Linked DNA regions of Sus scrofa: region 2 is linked to region 1. A link is a contact called in public HiChIP or PLAC-seq data. All regions are on one chromosome and are shown on one strand. The core of a region is the stretch at or near the end of the contact, and the rest is flanking DNA. Distances in the headings are between cores, read along the strand shown.

Region 1 (4,609 bases), core at 1,291-3,790:
TGTTCGGGACAGCCTTACTCAGGCTTGACACTCAAATGATGGGTCTGTTCTTTCTCTCTTTTTTTTTTTTGCTTTTTAGGGTTGCACCGTTAGCATGTGGAAGTTCCCAGGCTAGGGGTCCAATTGGAGCTACAGCTTCCGGCCTACGCCACAGCAACGCAGGATCCAACCTGTGTCTGTGACCTACACCACAGCTCACAGCAATGCCAGATCCTTAACCCAGTGAGTGAGGCCAGGGACTGAACCTGCAACCTTGTGGCTGCGAGTCAGATTCGTTTCCACTGAGCCACAACAGGAACTCTCTAGGCCTGCTCTTTTTAACATGGACATTCCCTTAGGGGAAGATGCAGGGACTCACAGACTTGAAAGAGTTAAATTCCTCGTAAATATGTCAACCAAATAGGGAAAAAATTTTTTTCATTGCTTGCCTACTGAACCTACCTTCCATTTTTGGAAAAAAAGAGAAATAGTACTGGTAAAATTTTGAACTTATTTGCTCAGCTGCTTATTAAGCTTTAAACAATCAAAACCACCAAGTGGCTCTACTGTGTCTATTTCTAACCCTGGTCCTCTGGCATATTACATCCCTTAGGTCCTCCCTGGAGAGTAAGAGGCTCACTTCTTCTAGGAAGACAGCATGGTGCTATGGCAAAGGATGGGATTTAGGGGTAGGAAACCTCCGCCGGAGTCCTGCTCTGCCACTAGCCGTGAAACCGTGAACAAGTCATTTCACCATTGGAGTCCATCTCCCCACCTGTAAAAGGGAGATAACATCTACTGCCCCACGAATCTCAGAGGCATAAAGGGAGTACCGAGTCAAAGGGTAGGTGCCAGATTGTTTTAGAAACTACGAAGCAACATACAAAGATTAATTATCCTTCATATCTGTATGCCAGTGCTTATCAAGTCCCGGATACAAAAATATTTGTGGAGCTTCCGCTGTGGCAGGAGTTCCCGTCTTGTCTCAATGGTAATGAACCTGACAAGTATCTATGGGGACGCAGGTTCAACCCCTGGCCTCTCCCAGTGGGTTAAGGATCCAGTGTTGCCGTGAGCTTGTGGTATGTCACAGATGTGGCTTGGATCTCAAGTTGCTGTGGCTGTGGCATCAGCCTGCAGCTGTAGCTCCAATTTGACCCCTATCCTGCTAGCCTGGGAACTTCCATATGCCACTGGTGCAGCCCTAAAAAGACAAAAACAAACAAACAAAATCCAACTGCAGTGACTTGGGTTGCTTTGGAGGCACAGGTTTGATCCCTGGTCCAGAAACTTTCATATACCGCAGGTGCAGCCATAAATAAAAACAGTAACAAAAACCCCCAAAGCATTTGTGAAATAAATTAGTATCTCAAATGTTCCTGGGGCATAGATCAAGGAGAGTTCCAGCTGGCTACAACTTAGAAGCTTCAATATTAGAAAATTTATTTCAGATTATGTGGAAAGATTTACCTGTTTACATAAAAAACTTAATAAACACTTGTTTAGTAAAGATTTAAATTGGTTTTTAAATTCATGGGTTGTCAAAATATCTTTTACCTCTTCTCCTCCTGCTCTGCCTTTTAATAATTTTTTATGCCCACTGGCACTTCTATCAGATGGTGAAATGAGGGAGTTACTCAATGGTGGATCAGCCAATTTTGCAAGTTTTTAATGTCAGGAAAAACTAGTAAAGAGGTAGATGCTACTGAACAAAAATGGTGTCGGTTGTTTCTCTACTATCAATTTCTTTTTGTTGTTGTCTTTTTGCCATTTCTTGGGCCGCTCCCTTGGCATATGGAGGTTCCCAGGCTAGGGGTCTAATCGGAGCTGTAGCTGCCAGCCTACGCCAGAGCCACAGCAACGCAGGATCCGAGCCGCGTCTGCGACCTACACCACAGCTCACGGCAACGCCGGATCGTTAACCCACTGAGCAAGGGCAGGGACCGAACCTGCAACCTCATGGTTCCTAGTCGGATTCGTTAATCACTGCGCCACGATGGGAACTCCTCTACTGTCAATTTCAATTGATATTGAAAGCTGCTAGCTTCACTATCTGGCTAAGAGAAGATTTTACATTATGGATGACAAATTAAAAGTTTAGGCAGATCCCTGGGGAAAGGAAAAAGTAAGTATAATTTTAGCAAAATACTACCTAATCCATTCTTTGCTTTTGTAGATTAAAAGGGTGCTTCGAGGTAGTGCTCTGCCAGGTTCAAGCCACAGGTCCTATTCAGATTGCTCATTGAGTCTAAGAATGCTTCTTTTTTTGGTTTAACTGGGAACAAATTTCACTAGGCATGTCTGTCAGCTGTGATTTAGAATGAAGATGATAGAGGCTGACTGCAATGCCCTCTGGTGGCCTGAAGGTTTCTCTGTGTCTGCAACTGCAAAAAACAGCCATTCTCTATCAAATAGCTTATTTATACATTAAAACGTCAATAAAGACAAATTGCAAAAGTCTTCTTTGGGTCTCCTGTCACAATCATAAAGCATAAAGGGAGGGACGTGGCCAATGGAACCCCACGTTCATGGTGCTTCGTAACACGATTTAAATAGCAAGTTCCTGCCCTTTAGAATTTGCCATCCGAAACGAACTCGTGGACGTGAACAGACTTGTGGTTGCCAAGAGGGAGGGGGAAGGAATGGAACAGACTGGGAGTCTGGGGTTAGTAGATGCAAACTACAGCATTTCAAGTGGATAAGCAATGAGAGCCTGCTGTATAGCACAGGGAATTATCTAGTCACTTGTGATGGAACATGATGGAGGATAATGCGAAAGAATTTTAATATAGATGTATAACTGGGTCACTTTGCTGTACAGCAGACATTGACAGAATATTGTAAATCAACTACAATAAAAAATCATAAAATAAGCCTCGGGGAAAAAAAAAAAAAGAATTTGCCATCTAGCAAAGGCACAGGAGGAGCCAGCATGCAGCCTTGGAACCAAAGCTCAAAGGGGAGAACTATGGCAAGTACATGGGCTTTGGAACCTTTGCGGGAGGATTAAATAAGATAATATATATAATGCACCTAGTACAGCAACTTGCATAATGTAAGTTCTCAATAAATTATTATACTTTAGTATGTGATACTCAACGATCCCAGCCCTCTGCCAGAAGAAATCTAATTTTCAGCCAATCTAAACTCCTCTAACACTTTATATACCTCATTTAACTCTGAATTCCACAGAACTGGTATGAGGATTACATGAAAAAGCATGTAAAGCTCAGCCCCTGGCTGAGTACAATTCTTCTTCCCTATCACACTCAGAATGGAATTTCTTCCGTAGTTTGCCAAAGTAGGGTGAAAAGAGAAAGAAAATGTTCACAAATGTATTCCAAGGTGACAATGAACACGAAGGAATAAATAGGGGGACGTTTTAATTTAATAACTACATGACGTCACACTAGGCATATCTTTTGATCCAATAACTGGATTCCTGGAAATTTCTCTTAAAGAAAAATCAGGAGTTCCTGTCATGGTGCAGTGGTTAACGAATCTGACTAGGAACCATGAGGTTTCGGGTTCGATCCGTGGCCTTGCTCAGTGGGTTAACGATCCGGCGTTGCCGTTGCCGTGAGCTGTGGTGCAGGTTGCAGACGAGGCTCAGATCCAGCATTGCTGTGGCTCTGGCGTAGACCGACAGCTGTAGCTCTGATTGGACCCCTAGCCTGGGAACCTCCATATGCCGAGGGTGCAGCCCTAAAAAAGGAAAAAAAAAAAAAGGTAATCAGAAAATATAAAAAGTATCATATACTAAGGACTTTATCACATTATTTGTAATAGCAAAAAACTAGAAACAACATAAAGGAGCCTAACTATATTCGTATGATGTGATTTTATCTAACAACTTAAATGATGACATATTTATTGACATCAAATTATATTTAAAACGAAAAAGTTACAAAATTTGGCATAGTTTGATCTCCTTTTTTTTTTTTTTTTTTTTTTTTTAAGGTTTGCACCCACGGCATATGGAGATTCCCAGGCTAGGGGTCTAATTGGAGCTACAGTAGCCGGCCTATGCCATAGCAATGTGGGATCTGAGCTGCGTCTGCAACCTATACCATGGGTCATGGCAACACTGGATCCTTAACCCACTGAGCAAGGCCAGGGATCGAACTCACAACCTCATGGTTCCTAGGTGGATTCGTTTCTGCTGTGCCACAATGGTAACTCCAAGTTCCACCTCGTTTTAAAAACCCTGTCTGGCACATGCACCCGTATGTTCACTGCAGCTCTATTCACAGTAGCCAAGACATGGAAACAACCCAAATGTCCACTGACAGACCATTGGATTAGGAAGATGCGGTATATATACACAATGGAATACTACTCAGCCATAAAAAAGAATGAAATAATGCCATTTGCAGCAACATGGATGGAACGAGAGACTCTCATACTGAGTGAAGTAAGTAAGAAAGACAAATACCATGTGATATCACTTATATCTGGAATCTAATATACGGCACAAATGAACTTTTCCACAGAAAAGAAAATCATGGACATGGAGAATAGACTTGTGGTTGCCAAGGGGGAAGGGGGATGAGTCGGGAACTTGGGGTTAATAGATACAAACTATTGCCTTTGGACTGGATTAGCAATGAGATCCTGCTGTGTGGCAGTA
Region 2 (4,609 bases), core at 541-3,040, 270 kb before region 1:
CCCCCTGCTCGGAGTCTCTGTGTCTTCACCTTCGAAGACTAGGGCTTGGATGACGAAAGTCGTCTTCCAATCCCAAAGAGGGTTCAAAACCAAACAAAAAATGGATAGACTCGAAACGCTTTCCACGGCCAAAACCTTTCCCTGCCCGGAAGGCAGAAAGAAGTGTTGGGGTGGTGGGGGGAGGGGGAGTACGTCTGGGTGATCTTGCTTGTACTTCACAGGTGCGTGAGTAAATACCAAGTGAGTGAATGAATGGAGGATGGATAGATGAATGAATGAATAAAAACTAAAAGTAAACACACATTAAAACCAGATTTAGAGGACAGGATTCCATACCAAGGTTTGATGAAGGCCACCACGTGGCCACAGAGAAAGGGAAGTTACCTAAGAGAATTTGATTGATTGTGCTTCTTCAGGAATTCCCAAAAACCAGTGGTGGCTACCACAGCCCTGCTGTTTTACTATGGTAAGGCCCTGGCTTACCCACTGGTAACAGAACTGGGAGCGCCAAGAAAGAGGGAAGAAGAAATGTGGGTGGTACAGGACTGAAAACAGGATTTAGATGAAGAAGCATTTCCAATCTAACACACCTTCCAAAATGTGCATCCTGACCAGCTCCGATCTCTCCGGCCGGGAACGAATCTTCCGTTTCAGATAGTCCTCTGTCTACAAAAAAAACCACACCAAGCAGCTCTCAAATCCAGGGCCCAAGCTTATGGCACAGTCAGAACCAAAAAGCAGCCGTGGCTTTAATGGCTGCTATGAGTAACCTCTGCAGCCCCCAAGACCACAGCCTGGAGGTGACAGGGTCCTGACGCGAGGGGAGGCCTGAGGAGTGAGGCCTGGGCAGGACGCATCCACTTTCAACACACCTGCCAAGGGCACCATCCATCTGCCAACACCATCTAAGGCTGGACTACTAATATATACATATTTAATTTTGTTATTTAATCTGTTATTTACTTAGTTATTTATGTGTGTATGCATGCCACACCCTCAGCATGCAGAGGTTCCCAGGTCAGGGATCGAACCTGTACCACAGCAGTGACAACGTTGGATCCTTAAACGCCTGAGCGTCTGGAGAGCTCCTGAACTACTAATACACTTTCAAATCTATTACTTTTACTGTCCTAAAAGTAATATATATTCATCAAAGAAAAATTTTAAAATTAGAAAGTAAAACAACAAAAATCATTAATCTACTGTCACTATTTTTGGATATTTGTTTCCAATCACTCTCCCATGAGGAAGATTAAATTTAATTTTGCAGAGCTGTAATCATACTGAATATAATTTTATATCTTGTTTCAAAAAATCTGGCATTGCCTGCTATCATGAGCATCTTCTATTCATTCTGAATGGCTGCCAAGTGGAATACTATGATACATGGTGTCACAGCTCTAGTTCCTTACAGCCCCACGTCCTCATTTCTGCACTGCCAAGACTCCAGGCAAATCAAACCATTCCCTCAACAGCCCCGGAGCCAGCCCAGTGCCCGGTGCTCACGTTATATATACATGAGCCCAGATGCGTCTGACTCCAGAGCTCCAGAGCCTCTTAACTTTTGCACCGTAGTCTTTCAAACCATAGATCAGGGCCATTAAGTGGGTCACGACCAGCACAGGGTAGGACGGGACAAGACAAGACAGGACAAGACAAAGCAGAGCAGAGCAGAAAACACAGTATCAGAGATACTGCCTGCATGTAGCGAGGTAAAGACCTGCTCCTTGGCCTGGCCTTGGCCCTTGCCCCGGCCTTGGTACTCTGACTAGGCAGTTCTGTGCCAGCCCTGGAAGAGTGCCCAGCTCGCCGGGAGATGGCTGATAGCGGTTGGGCCGATCACCCATCTGCAGTGGATAGAAGTACTGCCGTAGCTGCTGCAGAAGTGTCGGACACCACAGGTCTTCAGAGACAAGAGAGGGAGGCATATTTTCTAGGCTGTCCGAAGTTCTCAAGGGGGGCCGAGGCTGAGGGTGAACACTGTACTGAAAAGGAACTGGAGTCCACAGACCAAGGTTTGAATTCCAGTTTGCCACTTACTGGCTGGACAAGTTAGTGAACTTCCAGTTGCATCTTTTCTTTTCTTTTTTTTTTTTTTTTTGTCTCTTCTAGGGCCGCATTTTGCAGCATATGGAGGTTTCCAGGCTAGGGGTCTAATCAGAGCTATAGCCACTGGCCTACACCAGAGCCACAGCAATGCGGGATCCGAGCCACGTCTGTGACCTACACCACAGCTCACAGCAATGCCTGATCCTTAACCCACTGAGCAAGGCCAGGGATCGAACCTGAAACCTCATGGTTCCTAGTCGGATTCGCTAACCAGTGAGCCATGACGGGACCTCCACAGCTGCATCTTTAGGATGACGATAATAACACCTAATTCATAATCGCTGATGTGAGCGTAAACAAGAATATAATCTCACATATCAAAGTGCTCAATGAGCTAGCAGCGGTTCTGATTAGTGTGGATTTACTCTTCGCCTTTAAGAAGCAGTCCACAACGTGGGGCCAAGTCTTAAGACTGGGCGGGGGCCCAGGCGATGTCATTGCTCCCCCATCCCCCCAACTCCCAGATCCACTCATGTTCTCGGCAACAGACACAGTGCAATTGGTCGCTCTTTTGGTTCCCAGTACCTGGGACCTCGTTCTTCCCACTCAAAGAATTAATCATAATTTTCTTTAGAAATGTGTTAAACTAAGCATAGAGGACAGTTAAGATATGTCTTGGAAGTGACTACTTTAGCATCTCTAAAGGAGCTGTGTCTTAGGGAGCCACGGCCCATGATTCTCAATTTGAGGAGGTTCTCTTCCCGTGTTTTTTACAAAAAAAGAAAAAAGCAAAGGGGCTGAGAGGGGGAAGCATGTTCTGGAGACTTCCCCATCTCTGCCCACAATGGGCAGCTGAATATCCCCCTGAGGCCCCCGAGGGAACCGAAACTGAGGGGATAGGGCAACGAGCCAGGTGCTGTGGCGTGAACCTGAGCCCAGAGCGGGGCGCAGCTTCTGCTTCGACGGCCTCCAGTGGACCCTGGCTCTCAGGCACGTGGAGACCGGTGAGGTTTCCAGCCCCTCGGGATGCCCACCCCGGAGAGGTGTGGGGAGTGTGGCCACGGACACGGGGGGACCACCACTTGGCAAGCTTTTCCATGGCTGCTGTCCACATCCTAACAGCTACAAAAGGCTAAGTGGAATTAAAGATGGAAATACTAGTGGTGAACAAAGCCAAGGGAGAGAGGCGACCACTGCACACTCGCATGCACCAGAGGAGGAAACTCTTTCTCATCACGGTCCATGTCACCACGCTGGGGGACACGGGGAGGAGGGGGGATGAAGCGGAAAAGGCAGCACCTTATATTTACAACTGTGAGACCTGGGCTGACCCTGGAGACATGCCCGACTGGAAGGAAGAGGACCCGCAACGTAATAGGCTCTGAAAATGCTCCTGGGAATCCTTGGGGAGGGAAGGTGCCTTACCCTGGCCCGCTCCAAGCTCCTTCTCTGCTCATGAAATGCAGCTGGACTTTTCAAAGCTGTTGGGAAAAGAATCATAAAAGATTACTTTATAGTGAAGCATGATGTCTACTTCCAATTTACAGTGGAGAAGGCGTCTTAAATTCAAGTTGATTTTAGCAGGACTCAGCACCAGCTGAAGTGAGGAAGAAAACGGCACCTGAGCAAGCACACAGCTCGGTGCTTCAGCTCCCCCTCGAAACAGTTCGGTTACTTTGTTCCCAGTGGAGAGTCCCTGCCTAAGCCTGGGCTCCAGAAAGAGCACCCATGGAATAGAACTGTAACAGAATCCTCCATGAGCAGGCAACCCTCCAAGAAGGCCTGCCGGGCCTCCCTTTACTCTCAGGAAGATGGGGACACGGAGCAGGGCTGCAAGCGGCGTCCACCTGCTCTCCCTCTTCAATCTCATCAGGAATCGCAAAGCAACCAAACGGTCTGAATGGGGCAATTAAACCAAAAAGACACACGTCTGCTTGGGTGCCATTTCCTTCTTCAGCTCAGCTGATATTAATAGTGCTGCTAAAATTAACCTGAATTTCACCTTGAAGGACTAAAAGAACTTCACAGGGACTCTATGGTTAACCCTGGTGCACACACCCAGTGCTGACCAGAAGGGCTCCCTGCAGCCCCCGCCCAAGACTCAGCTCTGTTCTGGGGCCGCAGTTCTCGACTCAGTAAACAGCACCGAGGTGGAGAGATCAAAGCAGAACCCTCTAAGGATGCAGCATCACGAAGAGAGCTTGTGTTAAAACTCAGCAGGACACCCTGAGGATGAGAGGGTAAGGGCCTGATTCACTTCAAGCAGGGAACAGCAGTAAGGAGGAATTTATAAGATCATGGTCAGTTTCACTTCTGCTGCTTGAGAATTTCAGAGCAGCTGTGAAACTGTGGGGAGATAATTTTGCGGGGCTGCCGGCTGTGGTAGGAGTGCAGGGTAAGGAGACGCTATAAGTAGCATTGAGCACAGATAGGGCCCTATCCTGCCGGGGCCTCTGTGCTTCCTCCCCCAGCCCGCCCCGAGGGCTGGGCCTTACCAGGAGCAGTCTCACAAGAAAGCTCCAAATGTCCTGCAGTACTTTTTTTTTTAAACGTTTCGGGG

Evidence for each region. HiChIP or PLAC-seq counts read pairs in DNA pulled down with a chosen protein or histone mark.
Region 2: a contact with region 1 is called in an H3K27ac HiChIP or PLAC-seq map of skeletal muscle, with 8 times the contacts expected there. The contact joins two enhancer-like sites. A contact is called at or near these places in 7 of 47 Hi-C or Micro-C datasets (embryonic fibroblasts, epiblast stem cells, heart right ventricle and 2 more) and 1 of 2 datasets of contacts at active chromatin or transcription factors (skeletal muscle).

Annotation. Positions count from the first base shown.
Region 1 is chr5:7,682,547-7,687,155 of Sscrofa11.1, reverse strand. No RefSeq gene overlaps it. Among named protein-coding and RNA genes, the nearest start is that of MCHR1, 54 kb to the left of the region's middle. Within about 2 kb of position 2,540, at least 1 of the 83 cell types and tissues checked has an H3K27ac peak or open chromatin away from gene starts, as enhancers often do. A contact at or near this core is called in skeletal muscle, where this site is marked.
Region 2 is chr5:7,956,407-7,961,015 of Sscrofa11.1, reverse strand. It overlaps MKL1 (MKL/myocardin-like protein 1), which reads right to left. Exons shown (of 16, transcript XM_021092835.1): 6 at 3,475-3,530; 7 at 591-666. Among named protein-coding and RNA genes, the nearest start is that of SGSM3, 59 kb to the left of the region's middle. Within about 2 kb of position 1,790, at least 7 of the 83 cell types and tissues checked have an H3K27ac peak or open chromatin away from gene starts, as enhancers often do. A contact at or near this core is called in skeletal muscle, where this site is marked.